Linked DNA regions of Bombyx mori: region 2 is linked to region 1. Evidence: chromatin contacts called from public Hi-C data. All regions are on one chromosome and are shown on one strand. Each heading gives the region's core, a stretch centred on a gene start, on an enhancer-like site or on the middle of the called end of the contact. The rest is flanking DNA. Distances are from core to core; before and after follow the strand shown.

The links. Hi-C and Micro-C count contacts between places; a contact is called where the count stands out from the background.
Region 2: a Hi-C map of whole pupa shows a contact between it and region 1, with 5 times the contacts expected there. The contact joins the enhancer-like site here to the promoter of LOC733031 in region 1. A contact is called at or near these places in 2 of 7 Hi-C or Micro-C datasets (posterior silk gland and whole pupa).

Annotation. Positions count from the first base shown.
Region 1 is chr3:7,957,759-7,964,087 of ASM3026992v2, reverse strand. LOC733031 (vacuolar ATP synthase subunit H) reads right to left here and starts at 4,085. Exons shown (of 10, transcript NM_001047023.1): 1 at 3,916-4,085; 2 at 3,758-3,839; 3 at 3,508-3,688; 4 at 2,659-2,871; 5 at 249-383. The coding sequence starts at 3,979. LOC101738015 (tRNA-splicing endonuclease subunit Sen2) reads left to right here and starts at 5,877. Exons shown (of 3, transcript XM_004931722.5): 1 at 5,877-6,329. The coding sequence starts at 5,877.
Region 2 is chr3:7,997,450-8,003,778 of ASM3026992v2, reverse strand. LOC101737083 (zinc finger protein ZFP2) reads left to right here. Exons shown (of 25, transcript XM_021351693.3): 12 at 799-909; 13 at 1,318-1,428; 14 at 1,569-1,679; 15 at 2,157-2,240; 16 at 2,826-2,996; 17 at 3,261-3,431; 18 at 3,580-3,750; 19 at 3,968-4,138; 20 at 4,738-4,807; 21 at 5,869-6,030. Among protein-coding and RNA genes, the nearest start is that of RpL11, 20 kb to the left of the region's middle. Within about 2 kb of position 3,273, at least 5 of the 8 cell types and tissues checked have open chromatin away from gene starts, as enhancers often do.

The DNA.
Region 1 (6,329 bases), core at 2,836-5,335:
TTTTTCGGTCACTTTGGACGTGACAAACTTATCATACTCTAGTTTATTATTATTAAGTGACTAAAATAAATAAAAATGTAGATGCCGAAGACAGTTCCTAGGTTGTAAAAGCGGAATCATTATTTTATTTGATTTAATAAAAAAGTGATGGGCTTTCAGTTATTTAAATTGTAATATGGTAAGTGTTAAATATTTATTTAACACCCCAATAAATATTTGTAATATATTCTTTTTAAGAGGCAACTTACCTGGAAGTTCACTCTGGAGGCCAGAATCGACAGTAAGGTGGATATACCATCGACAGAGAGGAAAGCAAAGCGGTATTCATCGATACGCAGCATCATCTGCAGACACCGGGCCACAGACTGGATATAGTCGTTGTTCTGTTTAAAAACAAATTTAACAATTTATTGATTGCTGATACACCATTTATTGTGTTTATTATATTTTAGCAATAATCTGTAGTATAATAACTACCCTATATAGGTGTGAAAACCTAAACATTTTTTTTTTAATACAATTTCATAATTCTCACATTAGATCGTAATTGATACAAATTTTACACAATAATTCTTAATCATTTATTTACAAAAATAATCTTACTCACAGTAACATTTTTCTTTAATGGATTATGTATGCAATGAGTTCAGAGTAATAGAGTCACAAAGGATTTAAATTATAGCTTTGTAATGATTTGGCCGAAGTTATATGTGATGATATCATTTTGTATTTTTCATCCAGTGTAATGTAGCATATCATATATATTATGTTTCACTAAATATTAAACAGTTTATTTTTAAGATTTTTAAAATTCCCAATCAACTACTCCATTAATACAAATGTTTTGGAAAATTATAGAATCCTTAAATTAGTAAGTTAAAGCACATTTAAATTTTGCCTTCTTTTAAATATCACCAATTTAACTTTTATAAAATCATTTATGTGTACAACATTTATAATATGTGTTAGAAGAATTATACAATTTTTATGTTACATTTATTTTTATCACTAAATAGCATTTGTACAGACTCAAAATTAATAAGCTATAATATACACAAAATTATATAAGATTACGACATAACAATATAGTCATTCACAGTTATGTTAGGACACAAAATTTTTACAGGCAGTTGTTAGTATTTTTTGTTACAAAATTTACACAAGGATATTGGCGCCGATATCTACATGTTACACAGAATACCTTATGCAGGCCAGGCGGCAAGTCCTCATGCGGTTTTAGCTCGTCAAAAGAGCTGTAAAGGCTCGAATATTTTTCATTTCCTGCATCAGAATGATGAGCCTTCTCCTTGTGATGTTTGTGTTTATCGGAGAACTTTTCTTTCTCATGCTCCAACATAACCTGCTCAGCATGCTCTAACTCAGCTGTCATTTCCTCGGCCTTCCCAGAAAACAAACCCTTTCAATGACATGTTGCCTACTTCCTCAAAGCCCCAACGATGATTGCTTGCTGGCGATGCTCACACCAATATATTACAAAATGGTACCTTTCAGATTCTCTCACCATCAGTGAGTAAATTTTAATGTCATCTACTCAACGCAAATGTTTTGTGCATACATATATTTTTAGTAGAATATATTTTAGTTTAACATTAAGGTGACAGTTCCGCAATGAGAATGAAACAATATCAATTGATCAGTCTAATCACTAGGTATCAGTCTACAAACCAATGTATGTATATTTATTAGAATACTTCTTTTAAACTAAAAGTTAATGCACCGTTTATTTATTAGCTGTTGAAATTTTAAGGAAATACCTTTAGAGTATGCTAAATTTGATGAAATTTTAAAACTAATATTTCTAATGCTCCGATGACCTATGATAATCCTTTGTATTATTTCAAGTAGTTTTTCAACTTTCAATATCATTTATTCAATTGAGTACTCATAAACTTCAAAATCAACAACTACAGGCCATACCTAATTAAACATTGAGTGCTGGAAAACAACCAGCCAATACATAAACCTAAAGACAACTGGATCCAATGTTTTAGTAACTGCAATCATCATCTTGTATCACTATGAAACCGTGAAAAGCACACAATTCAACTTAATAGTTTAATCAATTTAACAATTGATTGTATGTCTGCGGTAGGCTTACTGGATATATTTATAAACTATGAAAAAAATTGAGAATATGGTGAAAGGTTCTGTTTAGACACATAAATGATTTTAGTCAATTTGGTACTGTTCTAAGCTTGCATAACTTTTCCATAGGTAATTTATGCATATTGAAAATAAAATTGAATTTAATTCTGATTGTACGACTGAAAAACAGTTCTCAAGATTCAAATGAATAGATTGGTGAGTTTGTGTTATTTATTGTCTTTATTTATAGTTTATGTTTTAATATAAATGTTGGGGACAGTCAAGTTAGTTCAGGAAAGGTTTAAGTGAATCTGTATTTTATTATAATGAATTTTACTCTGTATTATCACAAGTGTAGATGATAATTGAATGTAAAGTTAAGTAGTATAATATACAGTATAAGCATCTCAAATAACAGTCAAAACAAAAAGAAAATGGCATGCACAAGACTCTCATGCAATTATGAAATAAATTTTTAATTGTCTAGTTCCTGTTTAATTTTAATATATACTTTTTTTACATTATTAACCTTGAATGAAAGAGTTTGCTTACATTGGTCTTGAGTTGATCTTTAAGCCAGGAGAGATAGAAGTGCAAATCACTTTTGTCCATCAGCTGCGGATGCCAGCAAGCTAGCTTGGCAATGATGCGAGCAGTCATGTGCTGGACAAATTCATCCTGACGGTTCAGCAAATTCAGGAAGGGCTGCCAAACGTTGCCAGAGAATTTCGTCTCACGAAATATCTTCACCCTCGATTTATCTTCCTGTAGATGTTTTTGAGTTAAATCTTTATTTAAATAGTAATTAGGAAATAGAAATTGTTAGTCGAAGCTGGGGAAGACAGGTTAGCTCAGGATTCCATAAGTATTCTTATAAAGATCCAGGAGCATGGCAATTATTGAAGTTGATATGTTAGGCAATGTTTAGTATCTGACTTTATAATTAGTCTACAGAGTTGGACATGCCCAATGTATAAACTTGGGAAAAGTGGTAATGGAAACCAATAGATGTTACAATATGAATATCACCACCCACCATAATACATGAGGCCAGTCTCATTTTTATTTTTTATAATGGAATAATCTAATCATTTAATAACTAATAATACCAATTATATTTTTGATAATTAATTTAAACAGGTAATCTAATAATATATTTTCTTCTATTTGTTCCTGTCCAAGAAATGTAAATAATCAGAGGAAAAATACATTTATGAACTAGTACCACTATCCAAAACACCATCATCACAAACAGCTTTTAACGAAAATAATACCAATCAATTTAAAAAGTGATACTGTATTACTTTACTCTAAAACATTATGTTTTAATGTCATGTTTATGGAACCTATTTGGGTTCTATAAAGGTGTTTTATGATATGGCTTTGAATTATCTTACTTACAGAAAGAATGTCATCAATGAGCACAAGAATGTATTGAATGGTGTGGTCCTTGCTGATATGCGTCAGGAGGTTGAGAAAGACTTCGGCACAGGCATCAGGATTCTTGTCAGGCAGATCTTTTTGGCCGCGCTGGTCTAAGTTCACGATAAAATCGTGATCGCGCTGAGTGATCATCTGCGACCTAACAGATATTACATTTTATACCAGTTCACAATGTCATTTGACAGAGACCACAAGAATCAATACTCACTGCAGATATGACTGCCAGTTAATCCGAGTTTGGCGTATCTCACTTGCCCGGATCTGTAGGACGCTGGTGGCCGCAATCATGTCTGAAATATTTACCATTTGCCAAGTTTTACCGAGATGAGAATTTTTGTATTGTATAGTTTTCCAGACTAAACTTACCGATTTTTTCGTCACCTAGCGTTGGAATTAACTGACTAACATTTTCCTCGCTAACATTAGCCATTTTGGCCAAATATATTATCGATTAAATGTTCTAAAACTGAGAAAAGCTTCAATATCTGTGTTTTTTTAGAAAAACAGACAATCCGACACTGCTCAGGTGAGAGGTCTTGTGACTGTAGGAAATGAAGTTAGTAGTTAATCTTTACAAGTAATCATTCTTACCTTCCCTTACAAACACCTTTGTGGCTGGAAAGAAAGAGACAGTAGTATAAGAAATACGGTTGTCGTCTCTGCATTTTTACAAAACTGCAACTTTTGCCAAGAAATGTCAATTTTTTTTTTGGTTAGTCCGTGGGACGATGAATTCTACTGACTAATGCAAGCGGAGCACCAATAAAGAATGTTTCAAAATCGGGATTTTTTTTTTCCCTTTTGAGAGCTTTTACTGCGAGCGCTGCGGAAACGGTTAAAGTTTCGCTAAAATAATGTATGAGAATTGTTCCCCTTTAAAATATCTAAAAAAAAGTCCGCGACAGCATAAGTCTATATTTGTTAAGGTTGGCTCTCTATAGCGTTTTTTATGCTAACCAAATTTATTCTAAAATAAAGCATTATTTGTGAAGGTGTTTTTACAAAGATGATATTCTGCGTAAATGAAGAGGCGGGTAAAATTTTGCGTTATGCCAAAGTAACTATTCCACGCGGACGAAGTCGCGGGCAAAAGTTACTGTATTATATGTTTCACTTGGATTGCTGGATTGCTAGTTAGTTTGACTTCTTATTGAATTATTAACCCTCAGACACAGCCCACTGAGTTTCTCGCCGGATCTTGGGTCGGTCAGTGGCTCAGTGGGTCGCGTTTTCGATCCGGTGGTAGATTCTGTGAAGCACGGCTCTTGCTAGGGTTCGTGTTAGCAACTTCGTCAGGTTTGAGCCCCGTGAGCTCACCTACTAGTTAAGGAGAAGCTGAAATAGCCTCTCAAGGCTATCAGCTTAGGTAGGAGTAAAAAAAAATTGAATTATTAAAACGGGTGGTGGCATTCACGTTGTAATTTGCATTCAGTAACCCTTTGTCTTAGGTGGGCCATGAGTTCCTTCAACGATATACGCAATGAGTTGCTAAATTAACTTAATTAAACGGGTATAGAGAAATAGTTCATTTAAACATATATGTAACGGTGCTTTGACTGTATAGACTATGTTTCCTTTACTTCTCCAAAACAAAATCGTATGGTTCAGGGTCCCTTCAAATCAAAATGTTTTGAATCCCAATCATTCTTAGTGACCATATTTAACGTTTGTTTTATGTTTGAATTGAATGACTTAACTTACATTAGAGCAAGAAAAGCTTTGGTTAAAAGTTAGTAAAAAATATATAAAGATTTGGCTAAAAGACTAGATTCCATGTCATATAAAATAAATAAAAACAAGAATTTTAAATATATCTATTAGGTTTATTTAATAATTATATTCATATATTCATACATCTCGAATATATTAAGTGTATAATCTATGATTATATTAATACCTAAGGCTACTTACATAGATTATACACTTAATATATTTGAGGCTACTTAAATCAATATCAATATCAAAGGTGTGTGTGTACTACAACAACCGATTATAAATAAATTTTAATTGAATTCATCATAGATTATACACTTAATATATTTACATAAATAAAGTCAAATTATATAAATGTAATACATGTGCAAGATTGATTTTTACTCACGGTTGTACTTTTCCTCTTGGTTTTCTCGCCGTTTAACATGAGAACCCATAACGAAATAAAAAAAAAATATAAATACAAAATACTACTTTGGCTTCCCTATCAATTACTTTAGTTACATATTATAATGTTAAAAAAATTGTTGTAGAAACATATTTTGCGTTATTGACGCGTGGAATCGTGACATTCGGCTGTAAATAAAATTTGGGAACTGGCCAGTTCTTTTGTCATGACTGCTTTACAATCAGAAAATTGTCAAACTAATGACTTAAATGACTTATTTCCGATGTCTATTGAATCGTTGCGGTTTTCATTAGATAACTCGATACAAATTATATTTACTGGGTACTACAATGGTTACAATGTTGAAGTGAGGTCACCTGAAGAAATTACTCTTTTGTATCACATGGGCTGTTTTGGGAAGGGATCTGCCTCGAGGTCACGACCCGCACTTGTAAACAGTGATCGTTATCCAGAAATAATAAGGAAAAGGCAATATTTACAAAGGAACAATTGGTACAAAAAATTTGGTGATAGTGGGTGTACACTGGTTTCAAGTACTCTTTTGAAAGAATTAGATGAGTTGACGACCAAAATTGTCAGTGATGGTGAAAAGTTAAAGAAAAAAGATATAATAGATCTAGTATCCAGCGATGAAGAGTTTAGTCATGATGATGTAGAC
Region 2 (6,329 bases), core at 2,024-4,523, 41 kb before region 1:
GTCGTTCTTACTTTTGGCACCAAAAACTTAATTCACACATAACCACACGCCTTCGAAACATGGGATGGAGGTTTAGGATTTATTTGTAATAATATATGTTCGTTCGATATGGAAGTTACATTTCAGTGTTAGTTCATAAAAATGACTTTAGACGAACGGTACCATGAGGGGAATTGTTCTAGAAAAATCCAATATTAAAGTTTTATCAAAACCTCCTCCTGTTTCCGCGTGACCGAGTTAATATTGTTTTTTTTTTTGTTTCGTTTTTCACACTTATTTTTGACGCCCTGATATTATTAACACCTTTTTTTTTTCTTTTCATCGAATGATTTATGTTGTATTCTGGAGAAAGTATCGATCAGTCATTATATGTTCGCGCATTGTACGTTCGTCGCTTTTGCCTTAATAGGTTGGTTAATTTAAATGCTGTTATTATAATGATACCGTGTTGCATGTGTTGTTTTATAAGTTCCGCGTATCTCCGACCCGGAATTTCGAGTACCGAAAAAAAAACTTCTTTATAATTAAAACTGCGCTGAAGTAAATTAACTATAAATAGACTTCGGTATAAGGGAATGTGAATAGTTTTTGAGTTGCGTCCAGAGGCCAATATTAGTTCCTAATAGAAATCAGGGCGTATGGATGTTCTTAGCTATGAAAGGAAAACAGGGGGAGGTGAAGAACTCATAGTTGACGTAAACAAGCGAATTGCAACGAAATCGACTATGGGTTCTTAAATAAAATTAAAAGTCATGCAGAAAAGTGCCTGTGTTGTTGGAATGTGGCCCTGGGTTCTAGATGAGCACATGCGCGCGTTGTTGGTGAAGAATCGGCCCTACAAGTGTGATCTCTGTCAAATGGCTTTCACGCAGAGCTCCAGCCTCAACCGACACAAGAAAATACACACGGGTGGGTTAATATGCACAAAGCCGCCACGTGACGCGTCCTATCAATAGCTAATGTCCTTTTAGGCTAGAATCGCCTTCCTTCCTCTTTTGTTTTAAAAGTTTGCAAACGTTATCATGTCATCAACGATAGTTTCATGCAGACGATTGCTGAAGAATTCTCGTGACAATGTGACGTTACGCCTTTAAGCGAATGAGGAGATCGAGGAATATTGCACCCTAGTCTTATCTATACGTGAAGCAAACTTATGCGTGACGTTAATCCTTGAGGCAGAACGGGAACGATTTTTTAGGGTTTTCATGTACCTCCCCCTGAATGTGTGTGAATGGTTTTCATAAATTATATTAAATAATAATAAGACAATTAGTTTGAGAGGGTTGCTTGCTATATCGAAAATCGTATAAATTATAGAGGAGCACAGACGAGCCCTGTTAGAGAAAGTGCGGCCGTACCAGTGCCACATCTGTTTTATGCGCTTCACTCAGAAGTCCAGCCTGGGACGACATGGGAAAATACACACCGGTAGGCCTTTTCCCCTAAAATCCTATAGTAGCATATGAATTTTATTTATTTAACGTTAGCACACGTAATAGGCAGCCTCATCGAATGGCAGTGCACAGACCGGGATCGTTGTTGTAGCTGTATTTTGTTGGTATTTCTAGAGGAGCACATCCAATCGCTGATCAACAAAGTGCGCCCCTATCAATGCGACATCTGTGACAAGCGGTTTACTCAGAAGTCCAGCCTTGGCACTCATAAACGTATCCATACCGGTGGGTCCCTTGATATTTCCTTTTGTTTTGTTCGATATCCAAGTCACAGTTGAAAGTTATATTTAAAATAAATTAAAACCCCTACTTCTTTGCAGTTGTGGCTTAGATATCTGATTTGTGAATAGTTTTAAGGGCTCCCATTTTAATTAATATTTTTTAAACGAAGGAATGAATGTTCGCGTTAGTTTTACGTTGATTTGTAGCTGTTTGTCAGACGAAACCTCAGATCGAGTAGGACGGCACGCTCAGAAACTATTCACAAAACTTTTCGAATTAAAGCATGCTGCGTACGTTGTGAGGTTTTCGTTGAGTAGGAAAAAAAATGTTTGATGGACAAATAAACGTATCAAATTCCCTCATGGTAGTGAATAATGTAAACTCAATTGGTATGCGGTTGTGGCGACATGTAGAATTATTTGTCCATCGTGGTTTTGTTTTGTTTCTCTGTCCCCTCGTGTCCGTGCGTTGGCGGCGCAGGGGAGCGGCCGTTCCAGTGCACCGTCTGCCTCAAGTCCTTCACGCAGAAGTGCGCGCTCAATTTGCACGAAAAAATACATACGGGTTAGTAGCCCACATATTTGTACTTCGCAACTTCTTCCGGTGCGACTAGAGATTTAAGACCCATCGTGCAGTCACAATCATATCACATTTCGCGCCATGCTTCTAATCCTAGTTTCCGTTGTCCGCCTAACCCGTTATGTCAATCTATCCCATAACCGACAGCATTCCACATGTCGTTGCTTCGAACTAACAATTCCACTAATTCATTACAGCGCGCTTAACGCACTTCTGCATTCGCTGATGATTATCTTATGATTTAGCTTCTCATACATACATGACGATTACCTGACAACTCACCCGTGACACGTGTTTAATTTCGATGATTTTATTATACCATTCTGTCATTTCTTCATGAATATTAATTCTTTCACAAAAGCGGTAATGCAATCGCAATAATGACGCACATTTGGCGCCTCGGTGTCGTACATGGACGCTATCAAAATTGGGTTTACAAAATTGGGGGTGAATCGGTCGTCGGGTGCGACGTGATAAGGTCGAGATTGGCGGGGGCGGGCGGCCAATGGCTCCATGCCACGTGGCGTCGGCGACGTGCGTTACTCGCTTTTGTGTGTGCACTGGGCGCAGTGCAAGGGCGTCCATTCGCGTGCGGGCTCTGCCCAGCGGCGTTCGCACGCCGGCCCTACCTGGACATTCACATGCGCACGCATACAGGCGAGCGGCCGTATCAATGCGACGCGTGTCTCAAGCGCTTCACGCAGAAGTCCAGCCTCAATATACATAAGAGGACGCACACAGGTGGGTGACAGCCGCGGGACGGACTGGCCGTCCGCCCGCCCCCTCCACTCGCACTCAGACTCTTCTCCGAATCTCTCCTCGGTCAGTTCCTTGACCAGTATTAGAATTCAATTATTGACCGAGAGCCGCGGTGTAATAGAGACGAAAGATTTGGAGCTGAGCCCCCGGCGAGCGGCGACCGGTCCGCGCCGCTACCTCCGTAGGGCGAGGGTGTCTAGCGCCCTTGCTGGCTGCAGCCGCTATAATGTATATGTTGGGCACCAGTCCAGGGAAGACCGTTCCAGTGCCTGTCGTGTCCCGCCGCCTTCACCTGCAAGCAATACCTGGAGATTCACACGCGCACCCATACTGGCGAGCGGCCCTATCAGTGCGACATCTGCCTGAAACGCTTCACGCAGAAGTCGAGTCTCAACATACACAAGCGGACGCACTCAGGTACGTGTCGTGCTCCGAGGTCGAGGGAGGTATGAACGCGCGATATGTGGGCTACTAGTGTATACTTTGCGTGTCGTATAGGGTGCGAGTCGCGGGGGAGGAGGGCGGTCCGCATCTCCCGTCGGCTAACGAGTCTATTCGTCCACAGTGCAGGGCCGGCCTTTCCAGTGCTTGCAGTGCCCTGCCGCCTTCACCTGCAAGCAGTACCTCGAGATACACAATCGCACGCACACCGGCGAACGGCCTTACCAATGCGACGTCTGCCTCAAGCGGTTCGCGCAAAAGTCAACACTCAACATACACAAACGAACGCACACAGGTATGTAACGTATAACGTGCGCATGCCTAACGTTTATTAATTCTAATTAAATAAAGCACTGTTCATTTTTGATATAGTTAATTAAAGTAGTCGGTGCCACATCACGACAAGCTTCGTGAATACACTTGACTTTTGTTTAATGATAATTTGTTTTCCTTTTTTTTTTCTTTTCTTCTATTTCTTTTTTGTTTAATTTGTCGCGTACGCCGGCCACCAGTGCAAGGTCGTCCGTATCAATGCATGGAGTGCCCGGCGGCGTTCACGTGCAAGCCGTACCTGGAGATACACACGCGCACGCACACGGGCGAACGTCCGTTTGAATGCGACGTCTGTTACAAACGCTTCACACAGAAATCGACGCTCAACATACACAAGCGCATTCATACCGGTATGGATTAGCAGAACTGATGACGTCATTAATCTTGTGTGTCCGCTAATTATAGGAGCTTCCCGGTAATGCAAAGTACGATCATGATAATTGCTTTCGAAAGACACATTTACTTCGTTGCTTTGTTGGTGAACGGTTACACGAAACGCGTTTCGACTTTGCAAGCATTCACTTGTTCCTTCCTAGCGTTGTGTCAGCACGTTCGGGTACTGTTAAGAAGACGGCAAATTGCGTTAAACAGGTACCCGTGTGAATAGAGTTCTCTTGTGAATGATGTTGCACCGACAACTTAGATGTTTTATAGTCATCTCTCGTTACGTCATTTCTGCCATCACTGTGTATCGATAGTTGTCCATCATTATTATAGTACCTTGGCTTTAGATTCATTAATTTTAGATTGCATTAAACTATTCAAAGTGTACGCTGTATATTTTTCTAATAGCATCTTGCCGTCTTTCTAACATTATTAATTTTGCATTAACTTCCGCTTTTTCGTGTGCGTATCTTGTGATTACGTTGCCCGTTGCTTTATGTAGCTGTTGCTTTAAACGCTATTCTGTAGATATCACACAAAAGTTAACTTGAAATATATTTTTCAGGTGAACGTCCTTACGCGTGTGATATTTGCCAGAAACGGTTCGCCGTGAAGAGTTATGTAACGGCTCATAGGTACGTTCGAGAGATTTCGTTTGCTCTTAAGGGGGGTTGGGGGGGGGTGTTGGGGAATTGCGAATGCGTATCAGACGCCATTTCCAAACGTTGTTGAGTGAGCTCGAGTGAGTCGAGGTTGACCCTTAGTCCGGCCCTGTCTTCTCGGGTGTCTCCCCTTGAAGCAATCTGACGTTCGCAATGTAAAATACTAAATTTGACTGTGGTATCAATCAGCCTAAAATAACATCACCCCATCTCTTCCAGTGGATGTCGTATAGGCAATACCAATGGGCAATAGCGTTCTCTGTACCATACGAGTATACGACAACTAAAATTTACCGGTGGGAGGACGTACGAAGGGCCCGATAGGTGCCTACAACATCCTGCCTATACAGCCACGAAACATCTTGCCATTCGATTTGAAGAGTTAGGCATTAAACAATACAATTGAGATTTCGTCCTCGTGTCTCAGGCTGGATGGAGACATTCGTGTTGTGATGTCTATAGGCTTCAGTTACCGCTAGGCATCAAGCCAGTCTGACGCGAGCACGCGACACAACGTCTTCTCGCATTAAAACTATATAATCTCAAAACTTACAAATTTTACAGGATTAATCATCTTTGTAACATTTATTTTTTATTTTTTACCAGTTACATTATCTGTCTTTTAAAATAAGATCAAATTATGTATTAATTTTGTTGATAGTAGTCAAAACATAGGTCAACTAAAAAAAAAACTAAAACTAAACTACGCTCTTTTGACAGTATTTATGAGAAAAATACTGGTGATACCAAATGTTTAGCATATTAACTCAATTTCGAATATTTTTGGATTTTTTTTATTGCTTAGATGGGTGCACGAGCTCCCAGCCCACCTGGTGTTAAGTGGTTACTGGAGCCCATAGACATCTACAACGTAAATGCGCCACCCATCTTGAGATATAAGTTCTAAGGTCTCAGTATAGTTACAACGGCTACCTCACCCTTCAAACCGAAACGCATTACTACTTTACGGCAGAAACAGGCGGGGTGGTGATACCTACCATCCGCCTGGTTGTTGACAATGGGCATCATTGCAGGTGGTCCCACGTGGCGGACAAGCCTCTGAACTGCGACCGATGCTCGATGACGTTCACGTCCAAGTCCCAGTTCGCACTCCACATCCGCACGCACGCAGCCGGCTCGTGCTACGAGTGCAGCGTCTGCGGACGGAGCTTCGTCAGAGACAGCTATCTAATACGGTAGAAGTTGTTTATTAATCTTCTAAACTAATATATAAATCTACAGTAGTTTTACGGATGTTCCGTTATAACTACTGAACCATGCATCCGATTGACTTGAAACTCGGTATCCATGCAGAAAATACATGTACTTAATGGATAGGCTACACCAGTTGCGGGGACGTTAATGATCAGAATCTTTGTGGGGGTGAGAAATAATATTATTAATTTTAAATGCCAGCTAGCTACAGCTAGGTACAGCTAGTTACTTATAATAATAACAATAAGGGACTTTATGGCGGGAACGCGAGGAATGAGGT